2 separate regions of the Sus scrofa genome follow, and region 1 is linked to region 2. A link is a contact called in public promoter capture Hi-C data. All regions are on one chromosome and are shown on one strand. Each heading gives the region's core, a stretch centred on a gene start, on an enhancer-like site or on the middle of the called end of the contact. The rest is flanking DNA. Distances are from core to core; before and after follow the strand shown. Region 1 holds the start of DNAJA1 (DnaJ heat shock protein family (Hsp40) member A1). Region 2 holds the start of HNRNPK (heterogeneous nuclear ribonucleoprotein K).

What was found. Promoter capture Hi-C pulls out the DNA fragments that hold promoters and counts their contacts.
Region 1: a contact with region 2 is called in a promoter capture Hi-C map of fetal liver, with 4 times the contacts expected there. The contact joins the promoter of DNAJA1 here to the promoter of HNRNPK in region 2. A contact is called at or near these places in 1 of 5 promoter capture datasets (fetal liver) and 1 of 2 datasets of contacts at active chromatin or transcription factors (skeletal muscle).

The regions. Positions count from the first base shown.
Region 1 is chr10:33,441,802-33,446,869 of Sscrofa11.1, forward strand. It overlaps DNAJA1 (DnaJ heat shock protein family (Hsp40) member A1), which reads right to left and starts at 3,755. Exons shown (of 9, transcript NM_001244163.1): 1 at 3,623-3,755; 2 at 2,428-2,569; 3 at 2,093-2,270; 4 at 171-275. The coding sequence starts at 2,559.
Region 2 is chr10:30,972,534-30,977,507 of Sscrofa11.1, forward strand. It overlaps HNRNPK (heterogeneous nuclear ribonucleoprotein K), which reads left to right and starts at 3,160. Exons shown (of 17, transcript NM_001267845.1): 1 at 3,160-3,271. It overlaps RMI1 (recQ-mediated genome instability protein 1), which reads right to left and starts at 3,016. Exons shown (of 4, transcript XM_005668027.3): 1 at 2,881-3,016.

The DNA of each region.
Region 1 (5,068 bases), core at 2,505-5,004, 2.5 Mb after region 2:
AATATACACATAAAAGTGTGATATTTTGCAAATATTTCTCTAGGAGGTAGGTTCGGGTGGTTTTCAGACTTGCATTCTCCAAGATCTAGGTAGTGCAGTATTTGTCAGTTTTTATATATCCAGAAAAGCTTTGGTCCCATTTCAGTTCTATTACAAGCATTAAGACATACCTTCACATTTGTCACAAATCACATTCTTCTGCAGAGCTAGTTTTCTTGTTGCACCATTATATAAATCTTCTAAAGTTACTGAGAGTTGATGCACAACATTTTTACCTAGAACAAAATATTACTCATTAAAAATCTAAGATACTGCATCTTTTTTTTTAATGCAATCAAAAACATTAACTATGAGTTCCTGTTGTGGCTCAGTGGAAAAGAATCTGACTAGTTTCCATGAGGATGTGAGTTCAATCCTGGCCTCGCTCAGTGGGATAAGGATCCTATGCTGCCTAGAGCTGTGGTGTAGGCTGCAATTGAGGCTCAGATCTGGCATGGCTGTGGCCAGCAGTGCAGGTCTAAATCAACCCCTAGCCTGGCAACTTCCATATGCCTCGGAGTGTGGCCCCAAAAAGCAGAAACAAAAAAAGGTCACTGATAAGCTTGATAAATCCTTAAAAAAAAAAAAAGTTAACTGCAAAATCAACTGAGAAAACCAATGTTACTTAAAACACAATTATTTGCCAATAAATCACCCCAACTGCTCTTCTGTCCCAACACATTCTATGACTCCTTCACTTACTATGGTATTTAGTGAAATTACATCATCCAAAAAGTCTTCACACACTAAGTTCCAAAAACTCATCAAGTTCAGCCAGGAAAGCTGATGTATTTATCCTGTCTCCATATAGGAGTATCGATCCAGAAATGCGCATTTACTGCTGAGCCAGCACTAACTGTTTAAAGGCTAGATTTCTCATTCTTTACCATAGTGCAGTCCAATAAAACTTTCTGCAGTGACGGAGATGTTTTATATCTTGTGCTATACAACAGTAGCCAGAAATCACACATGGTTGTAGAGCATATAAATATGGCTACTGCAGACTAAATAACTGAATTTTTATTTTTAAGATAATCTAAATTTGATGCAGCCAGTGGCTACAAAGGAGTGACATATCTCATCTAGGAATGAGAACTAGAAGATGGCGATCATATAAGGACAGAGGCTACAGAATGTACCTGCCAATGGTTAATAAGTTTCTAACTAGTGATTCTTCCTTCCACAAGGACTTTATCCACCATGAAATACTGCCTTACGTCTAAGTGGGAGAAATTCTCAAACTATCTGATCGACATGAAAAGTAAAGTACCATTACCTTCCTCTTCTAGACCCACCTTTGGCTTCTGTATCACAAATATAATTCTATGTGATTAATTCAGGCATGGTAACAGCTGCCCTTAATTCAGCTTTGTATGTTTCAGAATATAAGAAATAAAGCTTCTAAAATTTAAGGAAAACTTTCGAATTATCACACTTAAAAAATAACCTTTCATTGATCTAATACACACAAAGAAGAGTTTGCCAATCAATTGATTTTGACTGGAAATTGTTTTAAGGTAAGTTTCTTAATATGGCACGTATTTTAGTACAATACAACTGAAGGTAGATTAAACAGAGACCAAGCTTTTTGAAGGCAATGAACCTGTGTTCCAATCCAGACTCTGATGCTGGCTATATGTGACCCTGACAAATATTTAGGATTCTGAACTGTAACTCCCTTCGACTGGGTGTTATTCACTTTTGACTACATCCACTATTGGGGTTGAGGAGTAGGTGTGTAAGTTCTGAAAATCAAAACATATAAAAAGGGTTTTGAAAATTTTATGCTCCTGTAACTTTATTCATTTAATGCTTGACAACTTCAACAAAGTCCTATGTATCTGAAGAGCTTTAGAAACACTCATTTGTTAGCACCCTATTGGCTATTTTTAGTTTCATCCAAACTCATTTTAAAAAACTATCATAAAATGTTTACAGTCAGCTTGCAACATTACACTAACATGTGAACAAGCATTTAATAATATGTGAATTCTCAAGAATTCGCTTTAACCAAATTGGCTAATTTGCTATATGTGGACTAAGTCATTCTTACCTCTCCTTTCTCTCTGCATCCTTCCTCCTCCTCCAAAAAACATATCAAAGATATCCATGGGGGAGCCAAAACCACCACCTGCTCCACCTTCTTTAATTGCCTGTTCTCCTCCTTTATCATATAATTCCCTTTTCTTTGCATCAGAGAGCACTTCGTAAGCTTGAGAAATCTGTTTAAACTGTGTGAGAAAAAAGGGGATAAATTTCACCAAAAAAACTCAACTGTCACAAAGCACAGCCACTGTATTAGACATACTCAATTTCATGTTGTAATGGAAATACCATACACCTGGCAAGAACTACCCAGTTATGTTAAAGTGTGAGTATGGTACTCGCCTTCTCTCCTTCATTTGGATTCTTATCAGGGTGGTACTTCAAGGCCAGTTTCCTGTAAGCCTTTTTCAATTCTTCTTGGGTGGCATTGGGTTTGACCCCCAAAACATCATAGTAAGTGGTTTCTTTCACCATTTTCTACAGCCTGAAATAAAAAAGTTCAATTTTAACTACTTTCAACTGGTAGTTTTAATTAGTAAAAATCAAGAGTTTAGGCAAAGAAATTTGTTCTTTGCCAAATCTGATCATAAGAACATCACCTTCCCTAAATTTCACAGAGACGGTAACAAGTCCTTTGATAATTCAGCCATTAAATTCTAACAGACTAAATATAAGCTAATAATTATCAGGGAATAATTAAGAAACCTCCCATACTACTTTGTTCCCACTTTCCACCTGAAAACCTCCATCTCGATTCTTCCTGTCTCCCCTCCCCATTAATGACAGGGCAGTAAAGACAAGACGCACTAATAGGTTCAGTCCACTGTCATTATCATCTTTGGTAAATCTGATAAACCATACACTTCCTAGAAAAGACGTCTGGGCACAAGGCGGGGAGGAAGCTCCAGAAAGCAAGCTCCCCTCCCCCTCAATCCTGAGACTGTTTCTCAATCACAGGACCTACAGCTTCTCTGCTTTGAACGCCGAACCCCTCTTGCCCCACAAGCCAGCATAGCTTACATGTTCTTAGGTTTCCCCCTGCACTTAGCGCCGAGCGTTGGGCTTCCTTCCTTTCTTCCTCCGACTCAGGAGCGAAGGGGTGGGAGAAGCCCAACCCTCAACAAAGAGAAGGAGGGGAGACCGGAGATGCGAAAACCGCAGCCTCCGCCAAGCTCCTCCCGCAGCCCCTCGCCCCTGGCTCCTCCTGCGCGTGCGCGCAGAATCGCCCCCACCCCCACCCCACCCCCAGCGAGGGCGGGCGGAGGGAAACCCGGAGGCGGCAGATCCTTGGAGACCCCCGGCTAGATAGGCGAGGGGAAAGCTTCTGGAACGGTATCGGGCCCAGCCGTTGCGCACCAGCAAGGGCTGCCGGGACACCCCCATCAATTCTACAGAAAGGGAATCGAGGATACAGGAACCGACAGCCCCGCAGCCCACGCGGAGCCAACCGCCACTTGACCGCGGCTCCATCCCAGTTCCCGGAGCCGCTAATGGCGCAGGCCTGGGGACCAGAGGAAGCGTGAAAGCAGAAACTCACCGGTGAGCGGGCCGAGGCCGATGTGGGGGAGCGGGAAGGAGCGCGTTTCTGTGCGCAGCTCGGGCAGCCGCCGCTCCTCCGCCTCTCACCGAGCGTTCTGGAAAGTTCCGCCCGGCGCGCCGCAACCGTCGTCTTTTGTAGCCGAGTCGCGGCGCGTCACCCGCCGGAAGTCCCACCCCCTCCGGCTGCTGCCACCGCCCCGCGGTTACCTGGGCAACGGCGCGGGGGTGCTCGGAGTGGGAGGGACTCAGCTGAAGGGCCTTGTGGGGGTGGGCTCAAGACTGGGTTCCTGCAGCTCGTAGAACTTTCTGGATCCCCTTCCTCCACCCAGCGGGCCCTAAAGTCTGGAAGTCTTGGGCGGGAACAGGGATTTGCCCAGTAGCGCTGCGATTCCGTTCCGGGCCAACTCAGGATTCACAATCAGGAGAGCCGCCGCCACCGCCGCTTGCTAGAGCTCGGAGAGCTGGGGAACAGGGACGCTGGCCGGGGCGGTGTGCGGTACAGGAATCTCTCAGAACAAAGCCTTGCCGCACCTGCTCTCCGCCGGCGCGTTTGACACCGCTTTTGGCGTCTCTAACCGGTTTAGTTTCTTAGACCTGAGGTTCTGGGAAGCCATGGAGCATGAACTTCTGATCAAGACGGTTGTGGGCTCCTGAACAGTCTCAGGCCTTGGATCTTGCTTTTTTTAACGCGCTGTCCAAAGCCTCGTAATTCACTGAACTGCGAAGTTGGAAGAACCCTCCGTGCAAGTTTTGGCCCCTGTACACACGATATATACTTTGGGCCTTGTAATACGTTGTGCTCAGGCAGCTCTAAACAGGGAAACGTTTGGAATACTTTGGTGCAAACCCAGGGCCTTGGAACCTCTCAGGCCAGGCATTCACCTGGTTTGGCTAGCCTAGGCACAGTAACACCAAGAGTGGCAAACTTTTTTTTTTTAAATAAATGTTATTAGAGTTGACTTATAAACATGTTTCAGGTGTCATCAGTTCACTTGAAATCAGTATATCAGTTATACATATAGCCATTCCTCATCAGATTCTTTTCCTACATAGATTATTACACGGATGGTTTTAATTATTGGACCTAACAATTAAGTTCTACCAGTCTGTGAGTCTGAATCTGTAGTTTGCAAAATGAGTCCTTGGGGCTTTCAGATGTTGAGCCTGGGGCATAATGGCAAATGTGGTCTGTTTTCTTTATTTAATAACAAAACATTGGAGTATCTAGCATCGGAGAAGATGTAAAGTTGAATAAGCTCTGTACACATTTTAGTAGGGAGACGAGAAGTGAACTAACTATAAGGGAAGTGGAAGATAGAGTTCAGCGAGGAAAGATCTTGTATGTTCACTTGATGGAACAGAGAAAGCTCCTTTGGGAAAGTGGCAGTTGAGCTGAGTTTTGAAAGAAGAGGAGTATTCCCAGAAAAGGACAAAGTGCAAGGGA
Region 2 (4,974 bases), core at 1,910-4,409:
TACGATTAACTGAATCACTTTGTTGTGAAATTATAACATTGTAAATTCAACAAGACTTTTAAAAAATGAAAAAAAGTAAAACTACATACATCTTAATCTCAATTAATTTTACAATCATGAAAAAAAGTTTTTTTAAAAAATTGATTGACATCTTGTACATGCTAAACTTGGCTGACCAAAATAATCTACATTGCAGATCTTGACCACAGGAATTGAGAAGAAAAGAGGAAAATTCTATCATTCACCATTAAGACTAGGCGAATTTGATTTATAAGCTGATTTTCAGCCAGCCTCACATATTTCAATTTTTTAAAAAACAAAGAGGCAGAAGTACCATCATATTGGACATTGTATAGCTAAGACTTAAAAGTACTAACAAATATTTCTATTATAACCACTCCTTGTTTCTAATGTCTTCATCTGAAAAATAAAGTAAGTCTCTGTTTTAACTCCTTGGGGATGGCTTCAAGGTAACCCCAGAATTTTGAGAAGGCACTCTCTGAAAACTAGAGGGGAAAAAAATTATATTTGTATGACTGGGTGACTTTGCTACACAGCAGAAACTGGCAGAACATTGTAAATCAACTCTAATTTTTAAAATGTATCTTTTTAAAAAATTATATTTAATGACTGAAATCAGAAAGAAGTAACTAGTGGAGCTGTTTGTGGATCCTCCATAACCTAATGTAAGGAAAAAACAGAACAGGTTTAGGAGTCTGAATCCCATCTCCGTTATGTGACCTTAGACATGTTCCTTAACTTCTCTCAGTCTTAACTGCCTTGTCAGTAAAACAGAGATATTGACAATTTACTTGAAGGACTGTAGTAAGCATTAAGCTGCCCGAACAAGGTCTGGTATAGAGAGCAGAAAGTGGCAGTTATAAAACCGTAAATAATCATCCGCCTGGCTAGTGTACTATCTCAGTTATATTAGTTTATCTGAAGTAAATCCCACAGCTAATTTAGAGCTAATACCAGTTCTAAATTCATTGGGAGGGTCCAAATAATAATACAATTAACTACACAAGACAGGATCTCATAAGGTATCAATCAAGTTAGCAAGTCCTTGAATAACTATAGACACAACATAGTTTGGCTGAAAACAATAGAGGATGAAAGGATGGTGGAAAGACTTTCCTCAAGCTACCAAGTCCTTGAATGAAGCAAGTAGAATATAGTTTGGTTGAAAATAGAGGAAGAAAAGACAGTGAGAAAACAGACTTTCCTGTTGTTTAAATAGTAAACCTAGAAAACAAATGAAAAGAGGTAAGGAAGAAAACAAGTAGGAAAAAAGAAAATCTGACAATGGCATCTGGAAAAGAGGAATAAGAGTTAGGGAACAGTCATGAGTGAAACTGGGAAGGAGTTCTTAGACCTACTTGCTTTGCATTCCTGCCCATCACTCACCACTGTTTATCAAGTCAAAAAATTATGGCTGCAACAGAAATACTAGCTTGAAAGAAAGCATTATTGATACAGTACCCTTATATGTACCTGTTTATGTTAATGAAAGTCCCGGGTTTTAAATGACAGATTCAATTAAATGCTGCAAATCCTAACTAGATTAAATCTCTATAATCCAAGTAGCCCCAGCCCCTTCATACACTCAGTCAATTCTTGGTTGAACATTAAACATCTGAACCATATATTATAAAACCAAACTCGAGTTAAGTTTTACCTCCCCACAAGACTATAGTATTTTTCATGGCGGGGGCCATTACAAAAATTATACTGCGACTCAAAGAACCTTTTATTAACTCCACAATCCCAGACACTATGTACTAACAGTATTTAACTATCCTCCCAGCCAGCAAATGTTGGTGTTCAGATCGCCTTAAAAAGTTTCTTCCTAATCAAACAAGTAAGATACTAGATGGCTGATCACAGCCACTTTAAAAAGAGGCTAGTTACACCTAATTTGCAAATTCTTCAAGAGGGAAATCAAGTTACAACGGAATGAATCAGCACAAATTCATCATGACCAAAATATATATATATGTGTGTGTGTGTGTGTATTCAGCTTCACACGTAAATTATAGCATTTTTGCACTTACACATGAATTTGAGGTTGTGGGTGAGAGCCGGCGGGTTAAGTCAGGATGTGGATACTGGGTACTACCGGCAATTTTCCAGGTTTGTCACCGATTCAGAGTGACCTTAAGTGCCTTAACAAAGGAAATCATCACAGACAGACACAGGGGCCTTAGAAGTAACCAAACACAAAGCAAGTATAAAATGAATAAGCTAGGTCGATAATACATCTGAGGGCGAAGGTTTTGGTCTGTTTTAATCACTGCCGAATACCCTGACACAAGACGAGTGCTTGAAGGAGGTGGGTGAACTTTGGAAAGCGGATGTCTACAACACAATTTGCGATTTGCATTCATTGTAGGAAATGAAAGTAATACTTCCAGAAATTTTTCACACATAACTGCAGCAACGATACTACAAAATATACGTATCATAGGCCTCATGAACAAGAAAAGAAAGCGAAAAAAGAAAGGGAAAACAGAAAAAGAAAAGCTGTCGTCCGGACCAAGAGACCCTGGGCTCTCCGAAGGTGAACAGATTCAGGGCCGGAAGAGAAGGGGACAAGTTCTCCAGGACACCGGGGCTCGCCCGCCACGGCCTGGAGGGACGGCCTGCGTTTCCTGGAGTCTCGCCCAAGGCGCCGGCAGGCAGCAGGCCGAGCCCCGCGGCCCGTTACAGGCAGCGAGTTACCGCGGCTGGGGCCGGGCCGTTGGACGGGCTGCACTTACCGACGCGCAGCTCGCCCTGAAGCCCCGCAGACCGGGAGGGAAGGGAATACCGGGGAGAGAGGGAGGGAGGCGCGAATGTAGACTGTGGAAACAAGGGCACTTGTCTGGGCCTAGCACCGACCTGGGCGTCCCGACTTCCCTCGAGCAACAGCGGCTGCCGGGCCGCTCGACTTGAGAGAGCAGGAACCGCTACGCCGCGCGCCCTAATCCTTTTTAGCTCGTTCCCGCCAGATTTGCCGCGCAGTCATGCCCCTCCTCCCAACCCAGAAAACTCCTCCCGGCCGCGAAGACGCCCCTTCTCCCGCCCCCTCCCTGTGAGCGTGAACGAGACAGCCTTTAGTTCTCGCGAGAGGCTACCCCCCCCCGCCCCTTTCCCCCACAGCTAGTGAGTGCGCGAACGAGAAAGGAGGAGGGCGCTCCAGGCGAAAGCTCTGCAGACGCCATTATCCTCTGTTTCTTCGCTGCACCAACCTCGAAGTCTTGTCTACGTCCCGCTTATTTGCGGCCTAGAGGTAATTAGGGTTGTAAGGGCTTGGGTGTTACGGGCTCGGGCAGGGTTTGGCCTCCCCAAAGGCTGTGTTGACTTTTTCCAAGTCTGGTTTTTCTCGGGCCCTTAGCGGCCTTAGCCTGAAGGGAGGCGCCGGCGGGGGGCGGGGTTGTCGCCTCCTCCGGCGCCTTGATTGACGCGGCCTTCGGCCAATCATTTCGCCCTCGCGCCACCGCTGTAGCCGGGGCAGCCAATCGGGCACAGCGGCGGGGTAGGGGAGCGCGGGGAGGCGGGGGAGGGCGGCGGGGCCTGCGCTCGTTCTCTGTCTAGCTGTGACCGGCTGAGGCGGCGCGGCGGCACAGGGACGGTAGTTTTGCCTAGTAAGGAGTCGGGCTGGGCGAGCGGCGCGTGGGGGCGAGCGCCGGAGACCAATATCTCCACTTGAGGGAGGCTTTGGGGGCTGCTTAGTGGTTGGCGGGTTCTGGGGGGGGGAACGTTGCCGGGCTTCCCCTCCCCCCTCCCCCTCCGCCATTTCCCTGAGAGCGTATATCCGCAGTCCGCGTTGTGGTGTTGGCGGCTTCGAGGAATCGCAGGGCTGGTACCGGTGGCATGAGCTGTAGTTCTGGAGTCTTGGGAACTAGGCACGTTGTGCAGGGAAGAGGAGGGGCCGGCGGGTGGGCCCCGAGGGCGGTAGAGAACGCCGCCGCTCTCTTTGTGTGGGTCCCGCCGCACTTGGGCGCTCCCGGCCCGAGCCTGGAGCGGGAGCGGAAGAGCTGGAATGGTCCCGGCTGCCTCCGTTGCTTTGTCTCTCCCGCGGAGGGGGGGAGGGTGCGGGGGATGAGGTCTCGGGACCGCGTGGTGGGTGGGGGAGGGGGGTCCGCGCTCGGCTCCGCCTAGTAGCACGTAGTCGCCATTACGCGGGCCGCCATTTCCTGTCGGATCCGGGTGAGGAGAGGTGCGGAGCTGGTGCTCCCGCCTCGGGAGCTTTTCCAACTCCTGTTGCCTGGCCGTTGCCGACACCGGTATCGGGCGTTGGGGCGAGGAGGGCAAGTTTGAGCTCGGCGGGTCACGCACATACTTGGCGATTTTTCGCGGTCTGAGAGAGGGTGTCTAAAGGACCCGAAGGATATTTATTTATCCTTGCAAACAGCTTGGTATTGGTTTTTAACCTCTTTTATCCAGATCTGCCACCTCACGTCAGTGTTTAACCGAGTGGTGGGCCAGAAGGTTAGCGTTTTTGTTTTTTTTTTTTTTTTTCAGTTAGTGTTTGGACGGGTGGAAGGCATAAATGTTGCCTTGACTTTGAGCTCTAAGCTGTTTGGCTATATTCTGGCGAGGGCCACGAGTCGCCTCCTTCTACCAGTCTTGAGAGAGGAGCTAAAAGCAATTACATCACCAGCCTGGTATTGAAGATGTGGTTGTTAGGTTACACCCGCTTTTAATGTAATTTTAAAATATCCCGCTAGTGATGGTATTGGTGTTCAAGGGTTCTGTTGGATGGTTAAGTAGTACTGGCAGTTTCGGGTTTTGCTTGTATCAACTTTGCAGACTTAATTATTGCTCCAATGGATTGACTTGACGGTTGGATATGGTTTGAATTTGGCTTTATGTTTGTAAATTTTAAAGATTTCGGAGATAGCATTTCAAGTCAACAAAGGAAAGAAACCCAAAAGCGATTTTAAATTCCAGTATAAAAATAATCCTTCCATAAATTTATACTTCCCAGAA